Linked DNA regions of Mus musculus: region 1 is linked to region 2. Evidence: chromatin contacts called from public HiChIP or PLAC-seq data. All regions are on one chromosome and are shown on one strand. Each heading gives the region's core, a stretch centred on a gene start, on an enhancer-like site or on the middle of the called end of the contact. The rest is flanking DNA. Distances are from core to core; before and after follow the strand shown. Region 1 holds the start of Gfra1 (glial cell line derived neurotrophic factor family receptor alpha 1). Region 2 overlaps Atrnl1 (attractin like 1).

Region 1 (5,507 bases), core at 1,510-4,009, 490 kb after region 2:
GAACCTCAGCAGCTGGTTCAAAACCCAGCTAATCTAAAATGACAAATGGTTTTCCACCCATGTATCTTTGAACTGGTGTGGTGGGGGGATGAATAGAGAGCAGAGTTCACTGGCTCTGTAATACTTCTTCATCCCATGTCATAAGAAAAGAAAAGAGGACACGCCAGTGGGACTACTACTCTCTACACGCAGTGAAAGCCTCGGGTGGGCGGCTGAAAGGTGGGTTCTAAGGAGTCCCCACTCTGATGTTCTAACTAGGTTTCAGGAAGGTCAGTGGGGTCCCAGGGGTGCCCCCACCCCCTCATGGATTTTCCAACAACCAGCTCCAACAATACTGCTCAGCTGCAGCAGAAAACACCAGCTGCCTCTGTCCCTAGAGGCCAATGAAAGGTCCTCATTCCGCAGCTGGGAGAAGTGAGCAGAGGATGAGATCAGCCAGCTTAGCCCCAGTACCGGACTGGACTGAGGTTGCCTCTGGCCTTCTGAGAGGAAGCCCGGCACGCTGGTGGGGGCAGTAGTGCATACCCTGCAGGCTCTGGTACATGCTCCAGTAGATACGCAGACAATTCTTCTCTTTCTTCATGCCCCGCTTGCAGCGGCAGTTGTAGAGAGACTTCTGCTTCAAGGCCTCCATAGCGCTGCGGCACTCATCCTTGGCCTCGAGGCCGGATGTCAGGCTGAAGTTGGTTTCCTTGCCCGCCACGCACTGCCTCAGTGTGCGGTACTTGGTGCTGCAGCTCTGTTCCTTCAGGCACTGATCACTGGCTTTCACACAGTCCAGGCGGTCCCCACCACTCACCTCGGCCGACATCAGCAAATCTACAGGGTGAACAGAAGAACGTTTGAACGCAGCAGACTAGTGGGTACCCTGATTCCAGGTCCCGGGAGGGCAGGGCATGATAGACCTCCACCATCATTCTGAAGGGGCAGATTAGGTAGGAAGCTGGTCCACCCCTCTTCTGGAATTTTCTCACCCCGGGAATACTGCCATCACGCCCCTCCCCGGCTCAACAAGGAAGGTTCCACTGGCTGCCTTAGCGGGATTTGCCGGGGATCCCGCGCAGCCCCAGCGTCCCAAAGCAGAAGCAAGCACTCCTGACCCGCTGGCTGCCCCGCCTCCCCAGGCACCCGAGGCTGCAGTGTCTCCTGGCCAGCAGCGGGCAAAAGGGCACTGAGCTGAACAGCGAGGCTGGGTGCTTGGCACCCTTAGCGCTCTGAACGAAAGGCAGACGAGTGCCACAGTCTGCCCCGCGGGTGCGCAGAGACGTTTTTCCCTTAAAAGTTTTCCATTCCAAGTTTGCTCTCTTCCGACCCCAGCGGTATTTGACCACACTCCACCTGCCGGAGCGTCTCAGGGAGCTCCGACTTCCAAAGGGGAGTAACGCCCTGGGATGGAAGCCTACGACCCCTCAATTTTCCACCAGGCTGGGTTATTAGTTTTTGTTTTGTTTTGTTTCTCACCCCCTTTAAACACGGCAAAATAAAATCAACCGCTCAAAGACGCGCCAGCACTGCTTCCCAATCCCAGAGATTCTTGAACCTCTTCACCCCCTAGCGAAACTTCTTCCACCCACACTCAAGGCACCCACCCGCAATTCTGGAGTGGCTGCCGCAAGGGACCCCCCAATGAAAGACTCTGGATGAGAAAGCCAGCAGCGGTCTCGACTTACCCAGGAGTGGCAGCACGAAGTACAGAGTGGCTAGGAACATGGTGCCGCCGCGCAGCTGGTCCCCGCCCCCCCAAAATCCAAAGCCGCCACCGGATCTCGCGGAGAGAGCTCAGCGTGCAGAGATCCCCGGGCGACTGCGCTCCTCTGGCCACTCAAAGTTAAGCTCCATCCAGGGTGAGAGCAGACTCCCCGTTGCTCTGCCGCCCACCGCCGCCAGGGACTCAGCTCCGAGCGGGCGCGAGGGCGGGAGGCGGACCCGCTTTTAGGGGTTCAGTTCCGACCCAACCTGGAAGGAAGAGCGCGCTTTGAAATGAGAGCCCAGAGTGCTGAAGCCTCCAGCTCCCGCCCCTCTCCCCTCCCCCGCTCCCGCCTCGGGGGACTTCTCAACGCTACCCCCACTCGGGTCCGAGAGCAGGAGGTGCGAATTCATCTATTACGGGCACGAGGAAGCTCCGGAACCCGGGTTCTGGAGCTGGTAAGGTCCGCTAGGGCTCCCAACGTTCAAAGCTGGAGGATATCGCGCACAACCCAAGAGGCTGAACGCAAGCAAATAAATAACCATTACTTTCAGAGCAAGCGCCGGAAGCTAGCTGGCGCTGCCCGGAGTCGGAGCCTCGGTGGCGAAGGCTTCTTAGCCAACCCCGCTGGACCAAGACCCTGCTCCGGCTCCGGGAAGTTGGCCGCCCTCCCTGGCTCTCGCCCGACCACTCACTTGCTGGCTCGATCACTAGCGTTCTAGCTCTTCTGTCCCCGGCCACCGATCGCTACCCCAGTCACCGTCATCCCCTCCCCTGGACGAGCCTCTCTTCCCAGGCAGTCCGGCAAGAGGAAACTGACATCCCGCATCCCGCCTGGTACTGAAACCTGGCTTCTCCGCCCCTACTCCTACCTGCCGCTCATCCTGGGCTCCTTCCTAGACTTCAGTGCTTCACACGCACTTGCCTAGCGCCCGAACTCCTGTGCATCCACACCACTGCCCCGTGAGAGCGAGCTAGTCCACAGCATCTGCACACCCCAGCAGGTGCAGCCCCGCACCACTAGCGCCCCCCTGGCCCCAAAGTTGGAGGACGCCAGCAAAATGGAAAGGGATGGCTGGAGGGGAGGTGGCGATGGGTTCTCAAGTGGAATGAGAAAACTCTAAATGCCACGAACCTGAACCCAATTGACCGGTGTCCAGCTGCAGCGAGTAGCCAGTGTTTGTTTATTTATTCTTTGGGGTGTCCCCGCCTCCTCTTTCTCTTTCCGGCCTCACTTTCTCTGTGCTAGGTAAAAAAACGATGCCACAATCTGCTACAGCTCGGAGGACAGAGTTGGCCAGGACGATTTCCGAGCAGACCTCCCCGCCCCGGCTCGATGCCCGGTAGGGATGTCAGCGGTTATTGGAAGCGGTGGGAGGATAGCATGCCCAGATTGGTTTTGGCTAAAGGCCCCTCAGGCTGCTTCTGCTCCTGCCTCCGGGCAGCGCAGGGCCGGCTCTTCTGTGAAGCGCAGTTCCTCCGTCCGCCACAGCAGACTTACAGGCTGGCTGGCGGTGGGACCCAAGGCCAACAGGCAAGCAGGCTCAGGACCCGCAGCGCTACGCCGCCGCCGTCGCGGAGACTGCGCACCCCCACCCCCTTCAGTGCACAAGGGCTCTTTCTTTAGTGCAACACAGCAACCCATCCAGACCCTTTTGAACACAAAGTTGTTTTTTTTTCTCCACGTCATTCGCGGCTGTGACTCAAGACTTGGCAAGATTCAGACTCACTCAGACCTAAGCCCTGAGCGGCGATCCGGGATGCACCCACCCATTGATAAAATGCTTGTGCGAGCTCATGCACCTCTCTCCTCCTGGTATGACAGCGAGACAAAGCAAAGTCCACCCCAGCCCACTGCACTGAAGTCTGATCAGACCCAGCTTTAGGTAATTTTATAAGATGATTTCCATCTTTACTGTTTCAAGAGTAAATTTTTTTTCAAAAACATTTTATAAACAGAACACATCCACAGCCCTTCACCCCAACTTCAAGGATCGCTCCAGCGATGCTGCTGAACCCCGCTCTCCGTGACACCCGCTGTCCTTTAGGGGTCCAGAGATCTGTCTAGAGTATGTCCGTAGTAGTGTTTGACCGACCAGCTCGCTGCTTGGGGCTTGTGTCAGAGATCTTTTCTATGTCCAAGTTCATCATCTCTCAGGAAAACAGAGTTTGAATCGAATCTATGAGCCCAGCTGTCAAATCTGCAAACCCATCACCACAGACAATGGGCCGCCAAGGAGAACAAAAAAAGAGACGCTCTTTTTTTGATCCAGAGTGTTAATTGAAAAGGGCAAAGGCTTTAGTTTAAGGCGTAAGGGCCGGGAGAAGAGGAGGAGGGATGGGTAGCCCTCCATTCAAGTACACATCAGCCAGGCGTGCCCTTCAGCTGTGGCGGCTGTAGCATTGTTTGGAGTCCTCAAAGAGTCTGTGCCTCTGTGAGCAACCTGAACCCAGGGGACATCCCGCCAGTGCTAGCTCCTCCTTTGCCTTGCACGTGTTCCTCAGGGGCAGGTATGAAGTGTCTGAAGCCTTCGCCAGGAACCCCTCCCCCGGTGTCACATTCAATCACACCAGACTTACACAGATTTCCAGTTCAGTGTATCAGTTTACACTCCGTCGTTGAGTAAACAAAGAAAGCATATGTCACATTTTTTTTGCGACAGATGGTTCGATCCAAGGGCTACTTAAGTTCTTTCTCTAGCGATAGTCAGAAGTCTACAGGGTGGAACTACTGTGGGAGATGGAATTGAGTCTTCCAATCAGTGTCTCTGCGTACAGAAGCAGATTTCCATATTTTCACACCAAGGCAAAAATCTCCAGGAAGTGGATGTTAATGAGAAGACTTAGCTGAAGACTCCCATTGATGCTGAAAACATAAAACCCCCCTCCGTTGTCCTATTTCATAAGTGAGTGGGAATATTTTTCTCTGTCAATTCAGTGCTTTTCTTTGGGGACCACTTTGGGTGGTTGAAGAATAGTTAAGTTTCATTTAAGACACTAGCTAAGTCTATTCCAAATATTTTTTTGTTGGGAAAACACTTGGTTATTCTACTTAATCCTAGGGAGTTAGTTAAAATCTACTTTTAACAGAAAAGGAAAGACTGGTCTAAAGTTCTCTAAATGTGGAATAAAGGACTCTTTCGAAAATAGTTATGGCTTCAAGAATATTACATACCCCTTCTTCACTCTAGCCTTCAATATATGATAAATATATAAATATTTACATAATATATAATAAATATAGATATGGTGAAATTAGACCTTTGGGGTTTGGTTTGGTTTTGAGGGGTTATTAATTTTATTTTTATTTTTGTGTGTGTCCCAGTCCATGAAGGTCAGAGAGAACATCAAATCCCCTGGAGCTAGAAAGTGACAGGTTGTTTTCAGGCTCAACATGGGTGCTGGGAACCAGACTCAGGTCTTCTACAAGAGCAGTAAATAGTCTTAAGTCTTGAGCCATGCCCCCATCTTTGTTTAAAATAATTAATAATAAGGACAATAATAATAAATGCCCACTGTTTGCTACAACTGTGTTGACCAACACCAAAACTACCAGCCTCAGTGTCACTGCCATGAATTTAATTAAAATTAAGTACCAGGTAAGTGTGGTTAGTTCTCAGTGGCACCAACCAATGACTATACATGACCATGGTTACCATATCTGATAAGGCTTACAAAACTCTTCCATAATCACAGAAAGATCAAGAGGACAGCCCTACCCTCTAATGTTGCTGTTAAATTAATAGGCACAGTTTCTATATAGAATAACAGATCATTGTAGGCATCCAGTGAGTGCTTTATTAAGCAATGGCACAATGGG
Region 2 (5,514 bases), core at 1,510-4,009:
TTGAAATTGGTGAATTAAGGTTAAAATGTGACCGCTCATTTGCATAGGTCTCTTCAAAGCTAGTATTCAAAATGAAGTTTTTAGTTTAGTATCCCATTCTTTTTCCTTAGAAAGACTTCCAGAGTTGTAATTTTTAGTATCTGCAAAAGCTAGGTTCTACTCTCCCCAAAGTAGTTGCGCGCTTCTTTTTGTAAACTGAAGGTTTTCAGGGAAAGTTGGTATCATGGAAACACAGAGATTTGTCTTATCTAGCAAAAAAATATTAGAGAAATATTCAAGTCGAGTTGCTATTTTAGGACCATATCTTTTGTAGTCCATTGTGTAAATTCACAGTTATGTTACTTTTAGCCATGACATAATGAACAAGAATATGAAGTGGCACAGTCAGACTCGGGAACTGAAATCCATGGCGCAGAGCAAGTGTGGGGGGGGGTTCAGCAGATGAGGGAGAAAGTTCCCTGATGAAACTTACTCAAAATTAATAACAGTCTCTGTAAATCAGGGTGTGTCAAAAGCATATTGAGGCATAGATCTTCCAACAAATGAAAATTAAACTTTCATCACTCACACGTGCAATAATTGAAGCTGAGAAAATGACATATTTGAAATCAATAAAACAAACTCTAGACTTTAAAAGTAAGCTGTAGTCTATAAAAGTGTGCTCAAATTTAAAATGGCCAGCTTCAAAACTGGCCTAGATAAAAAACAATTTGAAATCTCCTCAGTAGCATCAGTTTGTAAGCTTGGATAAAAGGGTAAAATACCAGAAATAAATTGTAATTTACAGAAGTTCATCTTGGTCTTTTAAAATTATTGATGAATTCTTGCATTACATTTATATGCTTGAACAATATGATGTACAGCAGGCCAGAAAATACATTTGATGTCTAAAAGCAGGGGGGCGGTTCAAGTGTATATCCCTCCCGTTTAAAGTTTGACTCTATCACAGAATAAATACATTTAAAAAGTGATTTCTCTGAAACATCATTTCAATCTTACAACTCTTAAGAAGCCAGTTGTTACGGAAGTTGAAGCGCTTAGTTAATAACTGAAACGATTTATCAAGTATGTACCTTACCCTTGGGTAGGAATCATCATTCCCTGCTTCCACAAACTGAGTGGCCAGGGCAGAGCCCGTGGTTATCAGTGCCCCTGGGACGGGCATCCAAAGAATTCTTGCCTCTTCTCACCTTTGAGTCTTGGACATTGTGTTGCCTCTTAATGTGTTTAGCAAATTCCCTTATATAGGGCACCATGTTTTCAGCAGGTTGTAGAACTGATATTCCTACCCATTTCTGTGCTCTCTTTCCTTACAAATACTTCCAGGAGAGCGATTCGAGGCTTCTCCAAATAGTTAGACAGGTAGCCGATCTTAGATGTAGTAATCAGCTGAGAGGCAGAACGGCTTGATGGGGACATTCCACTTTACTGTAATCACCTGATCTGAAACACTATTTGAAATGTTTAAGCCTTCACAGCTCTTTTCTACAGCACACACACACACACACACACACACACACACACACACACACACACACACAGTTCACAATAAGAACAATCTTGGATAAGAAAAAGAAAAAGATGAGATGTTTCAGACAGCCTAATGGGACTGCCACCATCTCGATAACCATCATTTAGTGCAGCCATACATTAGCTGAAGGCTGGTGTAGGCGGGCTGTGTTGAGCAGCGTCTTGGGCTGCATTTGGTGAGTCAGGATGGCCAATCATCCTAAGAAGGCAAGCACTCTGAACCTTACAGGTGTGCTGGAGCTAGCAATGGAATGTCATGGCAACATAGCCCAGTCTGCCTTTTGTGGAAATTGGATCCAAGATGAAAATGGAGGTTGCATTTTTTTAAAAAAAAATTATCATGAGAACAGCAATTACAAAATGATTATCTGTAATAGTCTCAATAATATTTTTATACTGTGTCTGGTGCTTAAGTGGAAGTTAGAAGACATTATCATATCCCTCACTATTTGACATCTAGTTACCAAATTCTTCCTAACAAAGTCTAGCTGACTTGGGGTTCATTAAATATCTAACCAATAGTCTAACTGCATCAGCAGTTCATTAGTCTAATTTTTACTACGGGTTTGATGAAGTTAAGGGAGGAAATATTTTAATTGAAAGAAATGTGCTATAAATGCTTTTTTTAAAAAAAAAAATTTCCTCTGTTTGTGTGTGTCCCTTCTCTAGACATTTTTAGAACATTTTCCCTGTAAGCTAAAAGCCATATCTCCCCAGATTTTTTTTTTCAAGTGAAATTGCCTTTCATTTGGCAAAAACTAAACCTGTGATTCATGGAGGCTTTGAGCATGCGCCCTGCTTGCTTTGACTGACATTTTTGCAGGCTAAATCAGACCTGCATGATTCATCTGCACCAAGATTCATTATGCCAAAAAGAGGAGAGGTTTGGGGGTGGCGTAAAAGAGCATAACGGGAAATTGTCTTGGAAATTGTGACTAGTGACGAAGGTGAAAAGAACCAACGTCAGTTGGCGTTTTAAATTGGCATTTGATCGGGGAGACATTTTCTTGTCACTGTTTTATTAAGAAAATGGGCAAAATGCATTAGAGGGGCTTTCCTTTCCTGTGGAAAATGAAATTAAGGTAAGAAACAAGAAAACTGATTTTTTTTAAAGTGTCCTTTAGCTTAAGCATTAAGTGTAAGCTGGCCAGGCCTGTACAGTAGGGAATGTGGAGAACATTCCACTACCTTAACTGTCTGGGAATGTCTACCATTAGCAATCGATTTCCTCGTTGAGTTTATTCATTGTTACCTTTAAATTTGACATGTCCAGAGGAGCTAAGATCTCCCAGTGCCAGGCATGTTCTGTCTACTTGTAACAACGCAGGGAAACCGCTTTGGAAAGATGAGAAACTGGGAAAGCAGAATGAGGGAGTAAGAACCAGGCCAATGATGGAGCTCTGGGGGAGGGGCTGTTTGGGGGGTTGAACCCAATACTACCGAAAGGGGGCAGGATGTGCCCAAAACAACCAATCCTCTATTTTGCCTAAGTTTATTTTATTCTCTCTCATTATAGAAAGATAGGATATACGCCAGCCAGGACTAGTTTTATTCAGGACTGGCCTTGTAACATATGAGAGAACATAAATGTGCCGCTTCCTGTTACAAATCTATTAATAGCTGCGCAGCGTTGTGGCGTCCTAGTTCCCAGTATCACAAAACACACTAAAAAAGAAACAAAAACAACACTTAAATTGGAAAGTATCATCTCCAAGCTTCGGGGAACCTTCTGCTGCTGCGAGGTCCACCCTCATTTTCCTTATGACGTTGGTGTTGGTGGTGAGCTCTAGATTTGAGTAAGGGAAATGTTTCCTTGAAGATCACCTAAACATTTTAATTTATATTTAAATTTTTCAAAGGTAGGTGAGTGCTTTAAAAATCACTAAGTTCTCTGTCTACATGTATCTGACTCGTTATGTGGATGGATAGGACTCTTTTAAGACTAGTTTTTCTGCTTTTAAGTATATATATATGTCTGTGTGCGCACAGGTGTAAGTAATTGTAGTGCTTGCAGAGTCAAGAAGTGGGCGCTGGATCTCCTGGAGCGGGGAGTAAGGTGGTGGTGAGCAGTGGGTGTAGGTGTTGGCAACTGAACTCCAGCCCTCTGAATGAGCAACAGGCACTCTTAGTCACTGGGCCATCCCCACTATTTGTTGGATTCCTAGATTTCCAGTGTATTGTTTTAGATTCAGATCCAGTATCCTCACCTTACACCTATTGTACAAAACCTTATTCCCAATTTCCTGTCCCTACCTTAAGAGTCCTCAGACTTCACACCTCAAGCCAACATCAGCCTGGAATCACCAAGTATTGGATAAGTCCCAGGCTTGCAGTTAGATGGGGTTGGAGGGTAACAGGCAGCTGTGCACAGCCTGTTTAGTGGTGCGATGAAGGCTAGAAGTTATTAAGTGCAAGATGCTAAAAGCAGCTTCCTTTAAAGGTCCAAGTGATAGGGAAAGTAAAGCTCTCAGTTCTTGGCTACCTAAACTGTAGAAATCATCTTTGGGTAGAAGAGCATTGACATTTCGAGGTTGAATGTGTTTCTGTGTAAGACAGGGCTGAATCCCTTCCCAGCATATATTTCAGCCTCAGTGCAGCCAGACAGGAAGCTGCTGTTGTCTTCATCTTCTGTTGAAGTGGTCACTGTAATTAGTAGAGCAATAACCCCTCCACAAATGGAAGAATTCTTCACAGTTCATGTGTGCCCTCCCTCTCCCTTCCTCCTCTCTCATCACCGATCATTGACACCTCTTTCTAGTCTTTTACTCGGTGATGTTTGGAGGAACTGCAATCATCCATCACAAAGGCTTCAGTAGAAATGGTGACTTGTGACTGTTGTGGAGTGTTGTAGACTGGTGGTCATTGAGCTTCCGCTGAGAAATGAATAGCCTTAAGGTTTTTGAATGATTGGATATTTTAGTTTTTAATATTATAGTTTAGAATAAATGATCAGCCCTGTTTGACCATTGCGAACTCCCATTTTTAAAGCCATGCCTGGAATAAGGGCATTATGTCCAGTTCAGCTCCGCGTGTATACTCGGGACATCTTTGCTTCCCAGCACCTCCTCCGCAGTCACACAGCCTTAGCTAGCTGGCACGTGAATCTAATAGTTTAGTTTTTAAAATGTTGAATCAGCTTTTTGACACTTGGCTGGATTTTCTTACACTTGTATTATTCTTTTATTGTTTTCACAGAAAACCCCTAAATAAAATATCATCCGTTTCTTAAACACAATTTGTTGTACACAGAGTCTTCTATTACAAATAGATTATTTTGACTTGAGGAAACAATATTTTCTCCTCAATAAGAAATGTTTACCCAGTAACTACCTTTTTATGATGTTGCTTATTCCTTTGAATTGGATCTTTTTTAAGGTTTTATAACCTTCCAGTTATAGTCCAATCTAAGAAAATAAACGCACGCCCTGTAACACAATATGAAAAGTTATAATGTTTGAAATTTAAAAGACAAGCATACACCATGTTCTTCAAATGATATGGGAAATCTGAAGGAATCCATGCAATAATTTGCCTAAAGCAAAGTGTTGAGATAGAAAGAAACAACTCCAAGTGGCTTTATGGAAGGAACTGAAATATGCTAGGGTATGTCATTCCTGCTGAAACATCCAATTCAACTGTAGTTTAGTCAACTACCAAGTTAATCATAACTATAAGCACCAGATAATATATCTTGAAAATAACTGAGATGGGTCAAGAATTGCCCGTAAATTCAGCACCGAAATCAGTTTCTCTGTAAAGGAGACCTTTGCCTGAGATGTAAAGCATTGATTGCTCCCCCTGATGTGCAGGGAGATATCACATGTCAGTGCCCAAATGACATATGGCTTTACAGGGGACATGGACGCATGAATTCAGAATAATGCCCAATTGCTATGTAATCTTATACTTTTGTTTAATGAAAGATAACTTCAACCCAGATACAGTGACGCATATCTGTAATACCATTACTTGGGAACAAAGGAA

What was found. HiChIP or PLAC-seq counts read pairs in DNA pulled down with a chosen protein or histone mark.
Region 1: a contact with region 2 is called in a CTCF HiChIP or PLAC-seq map of the NIH/3T3 cell line, with 12 read pairs. The contact joins the promoter of Gfra1 here to the enhancer-like site in region 2. A contact is called at or near these places in 11 of 39 promoter capture datasets (the 3T3-L1 cell line, the C10 cell line, cranial neural crest and 8 more), 4 of 15 datasets of contacts at CTCF or cohesin (the NIH/3T3 cell line, large pre-B cells, pro-B cells and 1 more), 3 of 484 Hi-C or Micro-C datasets (cerebral cortex, cochlea and embryonic fibroblasts), 14 of 115 datasets of contacts at active chromatin or transcription factors (the NIH/3T3 cell line, bone marrow-derived macrophages, differentiating embryonic stem cells and 10 more) and 2 of 9 other capture datasets (adipose tissue and liver).

What each region holds. Positions count from the first base shown.
Region 1 is chr19:58,452,639-58,458,145 of GRCm38.p6, forward strand. Gfra1 (glial cell line derived neurotrophic factor family receptor alpha 1) reads right to left here and starts at 2,760. Exons shown (of 11, transcript NM_010279.3): 1 at 2,560-2,760; 2 at 1,671-1,956; 3 at 526-819. The coding sequence starts at 1,710. Gm41876 (a long non-coding RNA gene) reads left to right here and starts at 3,511. Exons shown (of 3, transcript XR_877966.1): 1 at 3,511-3,573.
Region 2 is chr19:57,967,597-57,973,110 of GRCm38.p6, forward strand. The region is part of intron 27 of Atrnl1 (attractin like 1); the gene reads left to right. Among named protein-coding and RNA genes, the nearest start is that of Gm52385, 44 kb to the left of the region's middle. Within about 2 kb of position 2,760, at least 33 of the 459 cell types and tissues checked have an H3K27ac peak or open chromatin away from gene starts, as enhancers often do. A contact at or near this core is called in the NIH/3T3 cell line, embryonic fibroblasts and hippocampal neurons, where this site is marked.